Regions from separate parts of the Pan troglodytes genome. Here region 2 is linked to region 1. The links are chromatin contacts, called in public capture Hi-C maps. All regions are on one chromosome and are shown on one strand. Each heading gives the region's core, a stretch centred on a gene start, on an enhancer-like site or on the middle of the called end of the contact. The rest is flanking DNA. Distances are from core to core; before and after follow the strand shown.

Region 1 (6,230 bases), core at 1,906-4,405:
CCTGCTTCTGAAGACATCCTCAAGGGGACACGTCCGAGGTGCAGGCCCTGGCTCCCCCACAGGCACAGCCTTTCTTCCCAGCTGTCCCCACACACGAGGCTCTGTCCCATGGGGTTCCCCTGAGTGTGCAGGTGTGAATATTCCCTCCCTGGGCCTCCTGACAGCCCAGGTGTGAAGAGCACTAAACATTCTTCCCCAGCTTCACACCTCCACCAGGCCTGTGTGCAAAGCTTGTGGGTCTGAGACTTCTCCCAGGGGATGGGGATTATGATAGCAGGAAAGGAGACCCCCGACGCGGAGGAGCAGGGAAGAACCTGCGATAGGCTCATGGGAAACGAGGCCTCATCAGATCTCACCTGTGGGCGTGTGTCTGAAACGAAGCCAGTCGACGTGTGGCGCCGCCATTGGGGAGGAACCGTCTTGGCCTTGCTTCGTCCTGACCTCAGCAATGTGTGAATTACGACTCTCAAGGCTGGGGTTTGTCATAGGCCTCAAAGCTTTTTACATACCTGGAGGCACCCAGGCCATTCAACGAGGCAGCAAATACCCAAGTGGGGTCCAGGTGGCCCAGAGCCACCTGCAGCCCAGCTTTTTTGGATAACAAATCTACACAGTCGCAGCCTTCCGTGTGCATGATCAGGTCAAGGCACTGAGTCAGGGGCACGCTGGCCCCCAGCCAGATCTAGCCCCGGCCTGGTGGCTTACAGCCTGCGAACCAAGAATGGGTTTCACTTTTTTTTTAATGGCTGCTACATAATGTCTTCAGTTTTGCCCCTTGGCCTGCAAAGCCTGAAATATCTGCCGTCTGCCTTTTGAGGAAAAGTCTGCTGACCCTAGTAGAGAGCAGGAGAGTGAGCCACTGGCCAGTGGGGTTTGAAGGTGGCAGTGACCACCTAGTACAGTCAGGGACCCGGGCTGCTCTATCACTTTGCAGATGTCCCTCCTTGCCAGAAAGCCCCCTCCCAAGGCACGTGGCGTCAATCTCGTGTCGGTGGCAGGCAGCCCTCGCATGCCAGATGTCAAATGCTCGCTGACTTGCAGATGAGCCATCCCCAGGGCCTCCTCCCTGCATGACAGGACAAAGCAGCTCCATCTCCTCCTGACTCAACAGCCTCCTCTCCCCAGTCCCGTGCCCAGCCTCTCCCAGTTCCCGCTCCCGTCTGACTCGTGTAGGCACACGTGAGGAAGGGGCGTATCTGGGGACCGTGTGGCCTCACTGGCCTCTGCTAAAAGTTGTGGGCAAGCCGGCAGGTCTGGGGGCTCCCACCAGAGGTGGGGTCAGATGTTGGGATGGCCAGAGGGCTGCCCAGCCTGTGGGCACTAGAGCCAGTGAAGGGCCAGAGGCAAAGCCATGCGAGTTGTCTTTTAAGGCTGGAGTGGCGAGACGGGACAGCAGGGAAGTTGTTCAGCAGACGGAGCGCAGACAGGACTGGGAGGAGGGAAGGGACGGGGTGCAGACAGGACCAGGAGGAGGGAACGGACAGTGGGGCAGGGGAGGGAAAGGACGGTGCAGACAGGACCGGGAGGAGGGAAGGGACAGTGAGGCCGGGGAGTGGCGGGCACGGGGGTTATATTTGTTCCCCGTGGCGTCACACGGCACCAACCTCAGACTGGGTGAGGCCACAGAAACATCTCCCACAGTGCGGGAAGCCGGAAGTCCAAAATCAAGCTGCTGGCAGGTGGGTTCCTTTGGGAGGCCTTGAGGGAAAAATGTCCCCACCTCTCTGACAGCATCTGGTGGCTGCGGCAGTCTTCTTCTCGGGGGTCCCCGACTCCACCCATGTTGCAGGGCTCCGGTCTGCCGTGTCACCAGCTGTCCTCCCTGCATCTGCACTCTAATATCCTCTTCTAAGGACACGGCTCGTGTTGGGCTTAGGGCTCATCCTAGTGACCTTACCTTGACTCGATCGCATCTGCAGAGACCCTGTGTCCATGTGAGGTCACCATTGTAGGCACGGAGGGTTTGGACTTGTTGGGGGTGCAATTCAACCCACAGCAGGGTCTGAGGGGATGGGGTCCAAGAAGGCAGAGGAGCGGTGGCCCCAGTGACGGGCCACGAGGAGACAGGGCAGGCTGGTCTGGTTCTGAACAAGGATGTTGACCCTCTCGTGAAGGCAGTGAATGGAGACAGGTCTGGGAGCCACCAGCATGGCCTCGGCCTCCTGAGTGCAGGGCAGGAGACTCGTGGCGCGCAGGGCCCGTAACACGCTGGAGGCCAGGATGGACCCGACACAGGGGAGCGGGAGGCTCGGCCTGGCCGTGGGGAGCGAGGAAGGGCCGCTGGATGTGCCTATTGATAAAGAGGTTTCCAGAGGCTATTGGAATGGCCAGGCAGAAGCTAGAGAGCGCTAAGGAAGCTGCTTTGGAAACAAAGGGGCCCAGACTGTGATGGGTGACATGTATGAACCCCACTGTGGGCTGGCTGCTGTGTGAAAATTATGTGACTCAGTATGAAAATACCTAGGAAAGGGGAGTGTGCCACCCTCCTTGCTCCATGTTGCATGACCCAAGATGCCGCATGGGCATCAGCCCAGCCCTGGCCACCACCAGGACCTTCTGGGAACCTGGAGCCTTGCGTTTTCTTGTTCCTTTCTGCCACTGGGGGAGGAGGGTGGATGGCTGGAGCTGCCTGCCTGGCCTGGAACGCCCTTTCTCCCTGTCTGCGGGGTCCCCCACATCCTGCAGCCCCTCACGGACCTACTGTCAGTGTCCATGTCTCTCACTGGACCCTCCCTGAGCAACTGGAGGGCAGGGACATCAGACCATTTGATCCCAGCTCCCAGCACAGAAGCTTAGTGCCAGGGGCACCCAGAGAGATGGAATGAGGCAGACTCGGAGGTCTGTATTTTTTATTGTGGTAAAATAGCTATACCACAATACTGGCCAACTTAACGATTTTTACGGGAACAATTCAGTGGTATTAAGTGCCTTTACAAGGTGGTGCAACTGCTTTGAGTCTCTGCTGGTGATGTCACTTTGGCAAAGGGACGAAATGAGCCACCAGTGTGTCAGGCCTGCTCAGAGTTGTTGGAGGTAGCATGGACACAGGTGCCTGTCCCTGCCCCCTAGCTGGGCTGCAGTGCATCCTAACAATGCTCCAGGGGCTGGGCCGGCCCTGAGCCTGGAGGTGGGCAGGGCTGCAACTGCCTCCTGGGCCACTAGAGGGCATGTGGGAGCCGCTCACATGCACCCCAGGCCCCACTTCCTGGGCAGGGTGCCCGGCCCCTCAAAACGAGTGCTGCTCTGAGCTTGTTGGGATGTATCTTTCCCTCTTTCAGCTTCCGCCTGCTGGCAATGCATGGGGTCCTGCGCCCCCATTTCTGCCTCGGTGTCACAGGGCACACCCCTCTCCCCCCAAGGTGGCTCTTCTCCTCAGGACACCACTCCCGTTGGATTTAGGGCCCACCCTACCCCAGTGTGATCTCATCTTCACTAGTTACCCTGCAACGAGCCTATTTCCAAATAAGCCTGTGTTCTAAGGTACTGGTAGTCAGGACCTCAACGTGTCTTTTGGGGGGACACAGGGACCCCAAGATGCCCCACAGCAAGTGACAAGGGGAAGTGATGAGATCAGGGTCCCAGGACCTGCCAAGTCTCCCAACACACGGGGGAGTGGGGGGGCCCACATCCTTCAGTCACGGACATGCCCCAGCCCAGGGCCCTGGTGCAGGGAGAGCTGCTCTCTGTGCCCTCCTGGGGCAGGTGCCCGCTGTGCTTCTCACAGGCCTCCTTGCCTTTCAGAATCAGTTGTCTGGAAACCTGCTGAGGAAATTCAAAAACAGCAACGGGTGGCAGAAGCTGTGGGTGGTGTTCACAAACTTCTGCCTGTTCTTCTACAAGTCACACCAGGTAAGCGTCTCGCACAGGGCAGGTGGCCCTGGGACCTTGGGGGTGGCAGCATGAGGTGAGGGGGCCGCCCTCCTCTGGAAGGACTCAGGCCTCTTTGGCTCCAGGTGTCACGGGGATGACAGGGATGCTGGCGGGGGGCCCTGTCCACCCGAGGCCCTCAACTCTAGGGAAGACTGACATTATCATCCACTGAAGGACAACTTCTGCCCTAGGAAGGGCCACCTGTCTTCTGCCTGGACAAGGGACGGGGGTTGGCTTTATCTACAGCTGAGTCCTGGCGGGACTTGCCACCTGGGCCATCACGTACAGGCAAACACTGGCTGCCATGGTCCCTTCCAGGCCCACGCCCGAGGAGGGAGCTGCCTGGGCTCCCAAGTCCCTGTCTGATGCGGGGCAGCAGCCAGGCCCAGCAGCAGAAGCTGCCCCCGAAAAGCCACTTTGCTTTGTTTCCCCTTTCCAGGACAATCATCCCCTTGCCAGCCTGCCTCTGCTCGGCTACTCGCTCACCATCCCCTCCGAGTCCGAGAACATCCAGAAAGACTACGTGTTCAAGCTGCACTTCAAGTCCCACGTCTACTACTTCAGGGCGGAAAGCGAGTACACGTTCGAAAGGTAGACACCCCCTTCCCACGCACAGGGCCCGGCAGAAGAGGACCCCCTCTTCCAAACATCAGGATTTCTCCCAAGTCAGCGAGTGAGATGGCCCCACCCTTCCCTGCCAACTAAGTGTTTAGACCTGGGGTCCCACTGCCCGGCACCAGCAGGCGATTCTGTTCTCATGGCAGAACGTGGGGTCCCAACTTCCCTGCGCCCTTACCCTGCACGGTGTTGGCTGAGGCCCTAGACATCTCGCTTGGAGATCTCTGACATACGTGTCTGGGATGATGAAGCTAAGCCCCAGTGAGACTGCCTACATGGTGTAATGCCAGGGGCCGCAGACTTCATTTAGCCAAGAAAGAAATGAAACAGTCAGGCCTAAGACTGTTCCTGCAATTCGTATTTTGAATAGAGATCCTGGGCCTCTGCAAATTGCATCCCCAAGCCGACTACTTGTGCAGTTTGCCCTGCTGAGCCCTCCTCGCCCCGGGAGGCAGGAGGGGAGGGGTCCTCAGCAATATGCTGAGCACTTCCTAAACAATATCACCTGAAAAAGGAACCTAGAGGAGAGCCATTCTCAAATCTGATCCTGGACTGAGCTCGAGAGCTGGGTTGATCAAAGTTGGGACTTTGCTATTATTGTGACAAAGGGTCCAGCCTTGCAGTGCAGATCCTGAAAGGCCTGGGACAAGGCCAGGTAATTTGGGGAGTCCGTCCTGCATCGTGTAGGATGTTCAGCGGCATCCCTGGCCACCCACTAGATGCCCGCAGCAACCCCTCAGTTGGGACATCTAAAAAATGTCTCCAGACTTTACCAAATGGGACAGCATTGCACCCATTTGAGAAGCACCGGTATAGAGCAAATACACAAATATATAAAAAGGGAGATTTGGGCGTGGTGGTGCAAGCCTGTAGTCCCATCTCCTGGGAGGCCAAAGCTGGAGGATCGATTGAGCCCAGGAGGTAGCTACAGTGGGCGATAACTGCACCACTGAACTCCAGTATGAGTGACAGAGCCAGACCCTGTCTCAAAAAGAAAAAAGGAAGGGAGAGCTTCCACTAAGCAGGATGGGACATGTCCCGCCGTTCTCTGCCATGTCCATGAAAATAGGAGGTAGCGTTCTCCCCAGCAACCAGAGGCCACCTCGCTCCTAACTGCTCCAATGGAGCAGGCAGTGTCACCGCAGCAAGGTACTTCCAGCTCCACACTGAGTGAGTGCCCAGGCCAGTGGGTCTCCACTGTACCTCAGGAACGCCTGGGTGCTGGCCGTTCCCTTGCTCTTCTGCTGAAGTGGCAGATTACCAACCAGGCGGCCTGACTTCACCTTGTGTTTCTGTAAGTGATGCCCACCAAAGTGTCATGAGTCCGTCCAAACAAAAGGTTGACTAACTGGCGTTCCCGTGTTGCAGGTGGATGGAAGTGATCCGCAGTGCCACCAGCTCTGCCTCGCGACCCCACGTGTTGAGCCACAAAGAGTCTCTCGTGTATTGATGGCCGGACACACTCGTTTCCACAGTGGCTGCTTTCCTGGAAGACGTTTCCTTTCTTCTGTATTAATGAAGCCTGGTAAAATTAACACCTGTCTGAAAATCAAAAACATGGCTTCGCAGCAGCTCTCCTGTCTCCACAGCCGCGTTTCTTAACCCCGACCTCTCAGCGTCTGAATGAACAGCGCTCCCACCTCCAGTCCTGGCATCCGCTGGGGGCGCTGTTCTTTAGCTAGTGCCAGTATTAAAACATTGTCATTACGAGAGTGCCAAATGACACCTTCCCTCCACCCTGC
Region 2 (6,230 bases), core at 1,835-4,334, 410 kb after region 1:
AAAGTTTATTTTCCATACACCTGAGTGATGGCCTAAACAACAAACCTGTCTTTTAAGGGTGTTTTTCAAATAGCTAAGACTACTTGGCCATCACGGGATTTGGGCATGGGGATTTGCTATTCTACTTCCTATCAAAATTAAAGAGTAAAGACAGGTTCTTGCTGGAGTTCCACGTGCAGTGCGTGTGGTGCCTTCTTCCATGTCCTGTTATCAGTGGTGATGGGGACAGACCTACAAAGGATTCCGTTTCCCATGGGCCTCTGCTGCTCCCTGCTGGTCAAGCTGAGTTCTGACAAAGCCTTTCCTACTCTACAGAAAGAGCGGAAATGAACAATGCAGATGTACCGGGACTCTTCCTATTTTTATTCTCTTCTGAAATAAAATCATTTTGGACTCCTGGGGTTCCCTGGCAACTTTCTCACATATTGGATCTATGTCATATTGGTTGGCCCAACAGAAGGTATTGTATTTGTTGTTAAATGGGATTTTTTTTTTAAAGACATATGGCCATAAATTTCCCAAAAAATACCCAGGTAGAGATGAAAACAAACATGTACATATATATAACACACACACACAAACATGTTCATGTACATACAGTATGCACTCCCTTCTCTGTGTTTTTTGTCTGAGTTGATGATTTGGAGCTCAAAGAGCTAGCGGAGGGAAAAGCTGAAGCCATTCAAACACATAATGAGAATTGGAGATGTAAAAGAAGGCTGAGTTCTAGGAGATGCAACAACTTAGGAGATAACAGAACCAATTCGGGATGAGCAGGAATTGTAGGAATGCAGGCGAGGACTAGAAGAATCAGCTACATGCTGTTTACTGGCAAAGCAGGAGAAATGTGACTGAGGACAGTATGCCACTGAAAACTGATGAAAGAGGAGGGAGACAGGAGGACAGGGCTCTTGTGGGTAGCAGGAAGACAGAATGGAAATAAACCATGTTAACAAGATGGCTTTTGGCAGCAGCAGCAGCACCAGGCCAGCTGTCTCTCTCCTTCAATTCAAGTTACCACCACAAAACCCATTTGCAGTGGGAAGAGCTGCTGCATATCCGAGTGGATTAAGGTTATTTATTCACATGTGGACCATTCATTTAATTTTTGTTTTCTGTGTTTCCTAAATGATTATCATTGGAGGTGCAGCACTGGTGTACTTATGATTTTTTTAAAAGTGCTTCAAAGTTTAAGCATTTATTTCAACCAATAGTGAGTTAGCCTCTGTGTTATAGAAATTATCTGAGCAAAGGAGGTCCAGCAGGTTCTGTTTATCAGTGGGGATTGAATTTCTGCTGCTAAATGGCAAAGAAAAACTAAAAATAACAAACTCCTCGTTTTGTTCCAATCCCTTTCTGCAGAGCTAGTCAAAGCCCCAACAGAAAGATGTTAAAAAATCAAGTACTGTAGCCTTAAAGGTGTCACTCAATTTGCATTCTACAGCTAAGTGTAGAACTCAGAAGTAGCATTTTATGGCTACCAACTCCGTGTGGCAGACTGACGTTATCTAAATTAAGCCTGGGATTTTATCAAGACAGACTATCTTCATAACATTTTTTATTTTTATTTTTTTTTTTGAGATAGGGTCTTGTTCTGTCACCCAGGCTGCAGTGCAGTGGCACAGTCTTGGCTCACTGCAACCTCAGTCCCCCAGGTTCAAGTGATTTCATGTCTCAGCCTCCCCAGTAGCTGGGATTACATGTGTGTGCCAATAAGCCTGACTAGTTTTTGTATTTTTAGTAGAGACGGGGTTTCACCATGTTGGCCAGGCTGGTCTCGAACTCCTGGTCTCAAGTGATCCACCTGCCTTGGCCTCCCAAAGTGTTGGGATTACAGGCATAAGCCACCATGCCCAGCCAATCTTCGTAACACTTAAACTGCACCCGGACAATCTTCATAATGCCCACGTTGCTGGGTCAGAGGTGTGGGAAGCTGCTTTGTTTTGGTTCCTCAGGTGTCTTACTTTGAACTATTATTAATACAATGCATTGGGAACACTGCCTTTACTCTTGGCCTGTATTTTAAAAAGAGGTGTGAAAAATCACAGTGAATGGAATTTATTATTAGACATGATGGAAGGATATTAATAACCATGTATTAAAGACAGCACTTGGAATAACAAATAATTGTTGAGATAAAACAATAACTAGCTGTGTCATGCTTGGAGAAGAGATGGAACAATTTAGAGAACACAATGCTAGCAGAAATGGGTATTATAAATGATCTCATCAATTTTTCACGTGCTGTATGGTTGATATCTTTCAGGTGTTCTGCTTTGAGAAACCCTTAAGAAGATAAAGCACTTAAATTACTAGAAACAGCACACAATGCCTTGTCCCCTCCACTGACTGATAAAAGTAAATTAAAAATATGCTCCCCTGTTCTGGCAGAATCTCTTTTGTAAAGTTAGAAAGCCCCAAAGTTAGGAAGGCAAGATGAACAAAAAGGGTCTTGGCTTGCAAGTGAAGCGACCTCATAAGCAGACTTCAACCTGATTAAATCTTACCATTGTCTACAGAAATTCCAAGCACACTTGATATCTTTCTCACACTGAAAACACAGAAAAAGTCACTTTGTTATTGGATGCTTTTCCACACCCTCACAAATTGATTCATGGGCTTTATGTTTTCACAGTAGTGCAAGGATTAACATCCATTCAGAGCTGGAATGTCAGAATGTGGAAGCTTGATCAATTACATGCACAGGATCAGGAGGGGTGAAAGAAATCCATCCCGAATGTTCTCAGAGTTGCAGGGGAAAGCCAACATTAAGTTGGCTCTAGGTGATGAATCCAAATTTTATGTTTAGAATACTTGAGAACGGCTGGCTATGGACCCAGCCAAGTTTTGTTTTAGGGATGGGGAAAGGGTCAGGCACTTTTAGGTTTAGTGCTGTAGTTGAGCACGTTCCACATTGTGTCACTCCCAAATGCTGAGGACGCTCCTCCAAGGAAGGGAACTGTGCCATGAGCTCTTCATCCTACTTGCTTTGAGCTAGAAGAAAAATTGAGTTGGTGATGTGGTAGGTGTGGCCTGGGGCTCTCCCCTCTGAGATGGCACATGAGATGGCTGGCTGTTACGATGGCATGTCATGGGACTTACTGTGGTTAAAAGTGAGAGAGTTATCCAGGCTGCCCAGCTGCTGCAATCTGGCATGCATCATTCCTGTTCTGTTACGGGAAACAGGCAATGTCTGAGACTTTCGATCATGAACTATGGGTCCCAACCCCTCCTGGTTCCTGCAACATGAGTGAAATGGGATAGAAGCAAAAGTTAGACGTGTTACACTGCAGCGAGACTGGGAGTGTTAGTGAAGCCAGAACATGGCACGAGGGAGATGGCCATGCACTGACTGAACACGGTGGAGCAGCCAGAGACACAGACAGGCGGCAGCTCCTGCACACTTCACGGCAAAGCACCTGATGATCCAGAAGCAAAAATCAGGCCAAAGCAGGGACCTTTTTATTTTTAGAAAGTACTTTAGAGATGCTACTCTGAAAAAAGTGAGCATCACTCCAATGCAGTACTAATGGTTAGTGTTCTGACAACTGTCAAAACGTCACTAATCTTTTTGGATTATATATGTTCTGAAAAAGCAAAAGACATGTATTTTTTTAATTAAAAAATGCATTGGAAGACACAGAGAACAAACATGCAAAGGAAGGGATTATATGAGTTTTAACACCTTTATTCTTACCCAAGCAGGAAGGAGAAGAGCCACACACTTTGTTAAACTTGTCAGCAGTCAAGTAGAGAAAACAGAAGAGTGATTTGGGTTAGCAATCAAACAGCTAACTTCCTGCTGTGTACCATCACCAGAGCAGATGAAAATGAGATCAGGGCTGCAATGACACCTGTCCCCTGTCCCGGAGCCAACCGTCCCCCTCACTGTGTTATTGTGTGTAGGAGAACAGGGACATGCATGGACTATCATCGACTGCATGCTGCTGGGTGACTTCAAAGTGACAATAAGAAGGCACGTGTTCATCAAACTCGACCACCGTGGATGGCAAACATGTACAAGGTTCACAGTCTAGTTCAGGATCTTTTTCACATGCAGCAGAGACCCATGGCAATTTTTGTATAGAGCAGAGCATATCTTTCCACAGTGCATGGAGCAAAGTCACACCATCTCCACTCCCGTTTTCCTTGGCCCATCTATTTTTAAGGCAGTCCACACTTTTATATGCAAATATATACAGGGTGCTTATGAAGTAGGAAGATTTTAAGAAGTTAAATTTATATCCACTGAAAAAAATACGTTAACCGTTTCACAAAACCCAATTCTAAAACATTTTGTTGGGACAGAAATCTTCAGCTTCTCACATTCACTGTTTTAAGCTGTGAGGCATTTTATTCTACTTGGCACAATATTCTCCAAATGCCATCTTGTGACGTAGGTGTCACTGCAAAAAGTGAAGCTAGCCCAGCACAGTGCCTTTCTGTGACAGAATTTACTGTTTGCCCATCTTCATGGGACAAAGTCAGGGAGAATCCAAGTCAAGGTAGAAGACGTTGCTGGTATAAGGACACCTTGTATATACTTGCATTTAGTACTCCAAAACTCAAATATAAAATTACTGTTGTGATAAAAAATAAAACAGTTAAGATTAGAGAACTTTAAGTGCTACCACATTTCAATGAAAAATAGAAAATATTAATAGGAGGAAAATGCAAAAATTCTAAATTTGCTTCTTTTAAAAAGAAAACATACATGTTTACTTCTTAACATAAAATGTAATTCTGAAAATTTCTCAAATATCCCCAGAAAAGAACAATGTTAACAGAAAAAGAAAATCTTCACAAAGAGGAAGCCTACTAAAAATCTCTGGCCTATTTCATCACTATAAGACAAAATCGTCGCTATACAGAGAAACAAACCTCAATGACAATTACATTTTTAAGTTTTTCTTAAAACATGTTTACTTATAATAAAGCTGTTAAAAACAACAGTAAAAAAATATAATACTTAGACCAAGACCCCACTAATACAATAACACAGAATGGCTCACAACACAGAAAAAAACAAACAGACATTCTGAATGGCAATGGGGCAGAAGGAAGAACTTGGTAAGGACAAGAGGTGCTGCGAAGAAACGCCCCCAAAGAAGGCGTGTCCAGCCACACAGCTGCAAGGAGTTTCTAGGAGGCTGGTTCTGCACAGGAAAGTGGGAGTGATGCTACTCACCAGGGAGTTCTGGCCAAGAACATGGAGCGTTTACCAACTAGTCAAGAGTAGGAAGAGAAAAGGCTCCATTTTAGAGAAGGTTTGTGGAAGTCCACACAAATTTGGGATGGACTGAAAACATTCTTTCATTAAGAAAGAAGAAGAGTGGTTAGGTGAGATTTTAGTATCTTTGTAGTTGGGAGCAGGAACAGTCAAAATGACCTTGGAAAGTCAAACAGAGGAAGAGAAATCACTGAGGAAGGAACATAGGAAGAAGAACTGGGGAGAAGAGGATGGGAAGGAGACAGAACAGAGAAGGAGGGGGAGTTTGGACGAGAGGATAGAAGGGTAGACACAGCCCGCTAAAGGAATGCTTTCCAAGAGATAACACGTGAGGTGAAATGAGACTTCGCCGGTAGGAATGCAGACCAAAGACACTGCCAGGCTCTGCGGTGGCAATCCAAGGGCCTGCCATCAGTCCCCATGGCCACTTCCATGAACCCCAACTGCCAACCACCACTGATGACCATTCCCACACAATCAGAGCCAGGCATCACAGAAAACAACACATTTCGAATGAAAACGCCCCACAGTACCTGGCTATGTATCGCTTCCCCATGTATTGGAACTGGTGCAGGCAGACTCTGCAGGCAAGATGAAAAATTATTAGGGAAATGCAAAGATAAAATTATTTTCAGGACGTTATTTATCTGTTATCAATAACAAATTCAATAAACATTATGTCTAGTACCAGCATAAGTCACATCCTCATTCATTCAGAATGGTTTTTGGGAGTCCTCTGGAAAGTGCCTTCAAACCCAGAGAAATTTATTAACCTGTGAGAGAAGCCCCATCTTGTGTAGCTGTCAGTGTGGTGGTGGCTGGCTAAAGCAACACAGCACAGAGGCCCACGACCGACAGGATCGTCCATCGACTCAGAGGTGGTGATTCACTCCACGGCAGTGTGCCCGAGAAAACCTGTTCAAGACCATGCACACTGTTCCAAGTTACTTATTCATCCTCATTTACATCTATATAAGGAGCTCTCTCTTTTGGCTCAAAT

What was found. Capture Hi-C pulls out chosen DNA fragments and counts their contacts.
Region 2: a capture Hi-C map of stem cell-derived neural stem cells shows a contact between it and region 1, with 5 times the contacts expected there. The contact joins two enhancer-like sites. A contact is called at or near these places in 1 of 7 Hi-C or Micro-C datasets (stem cell-derived neural progenitor cells) and 1 of 1 other capture datasets (stem cell-derived neural stem cells).

What each region holds. Positions count from the first base shown.
Region 1 is chr14:104,048,271-104,054,500 of NHGRI_mPanTro3-v2.0_pri, forward strand. FARP1 (FERM, ARH/RhoGEF and pleckstrin domain protein 1) reads left to right here. Exons shown (of 27, transcript XM_063792622.1): 25 at 3,742-3,849; 26 at 4,310-4,461; 27 at 5,857-6,230. The coding sequence ends at 5,938. Among named protein-coding and RNA genes, the nearest start is that of STK24, 130 kb to the right of the region's middle. Within about 2 kb of position 3,156, at least 7 of the 24 cell types and tissues checked have an H3K27ac peak or open chromatin away from gene starts, as enhancers often do. A contact at or near this core is called in stem cell-derived neural stem cells, where this site is marked.
Region 2 is chr14:104,453,702-104,459,931 of NHGRI_mPanTro3-v2.0_pri, forward strand. It overlaps DOCK9 (dedicator of cytokinesis 9), which reads right to left. Exons shown (of 54, transcript XM_054665524.2): 37 at 5,764-5,811; 38 at 3,103-3,170. Among named protein-coding and RNA genes, the nearest start is that of SLC15A1, 92 kb to the left of the region's middle. Within about 2 kb of position 3,085, at least 2 of the 24 cell types and tissues checked have an H3K27ac peak or open chromatin away from gene starts, as enhancers often do. A contact at or near this core is called in stem cell-derived neural stem cells, where this site is marked.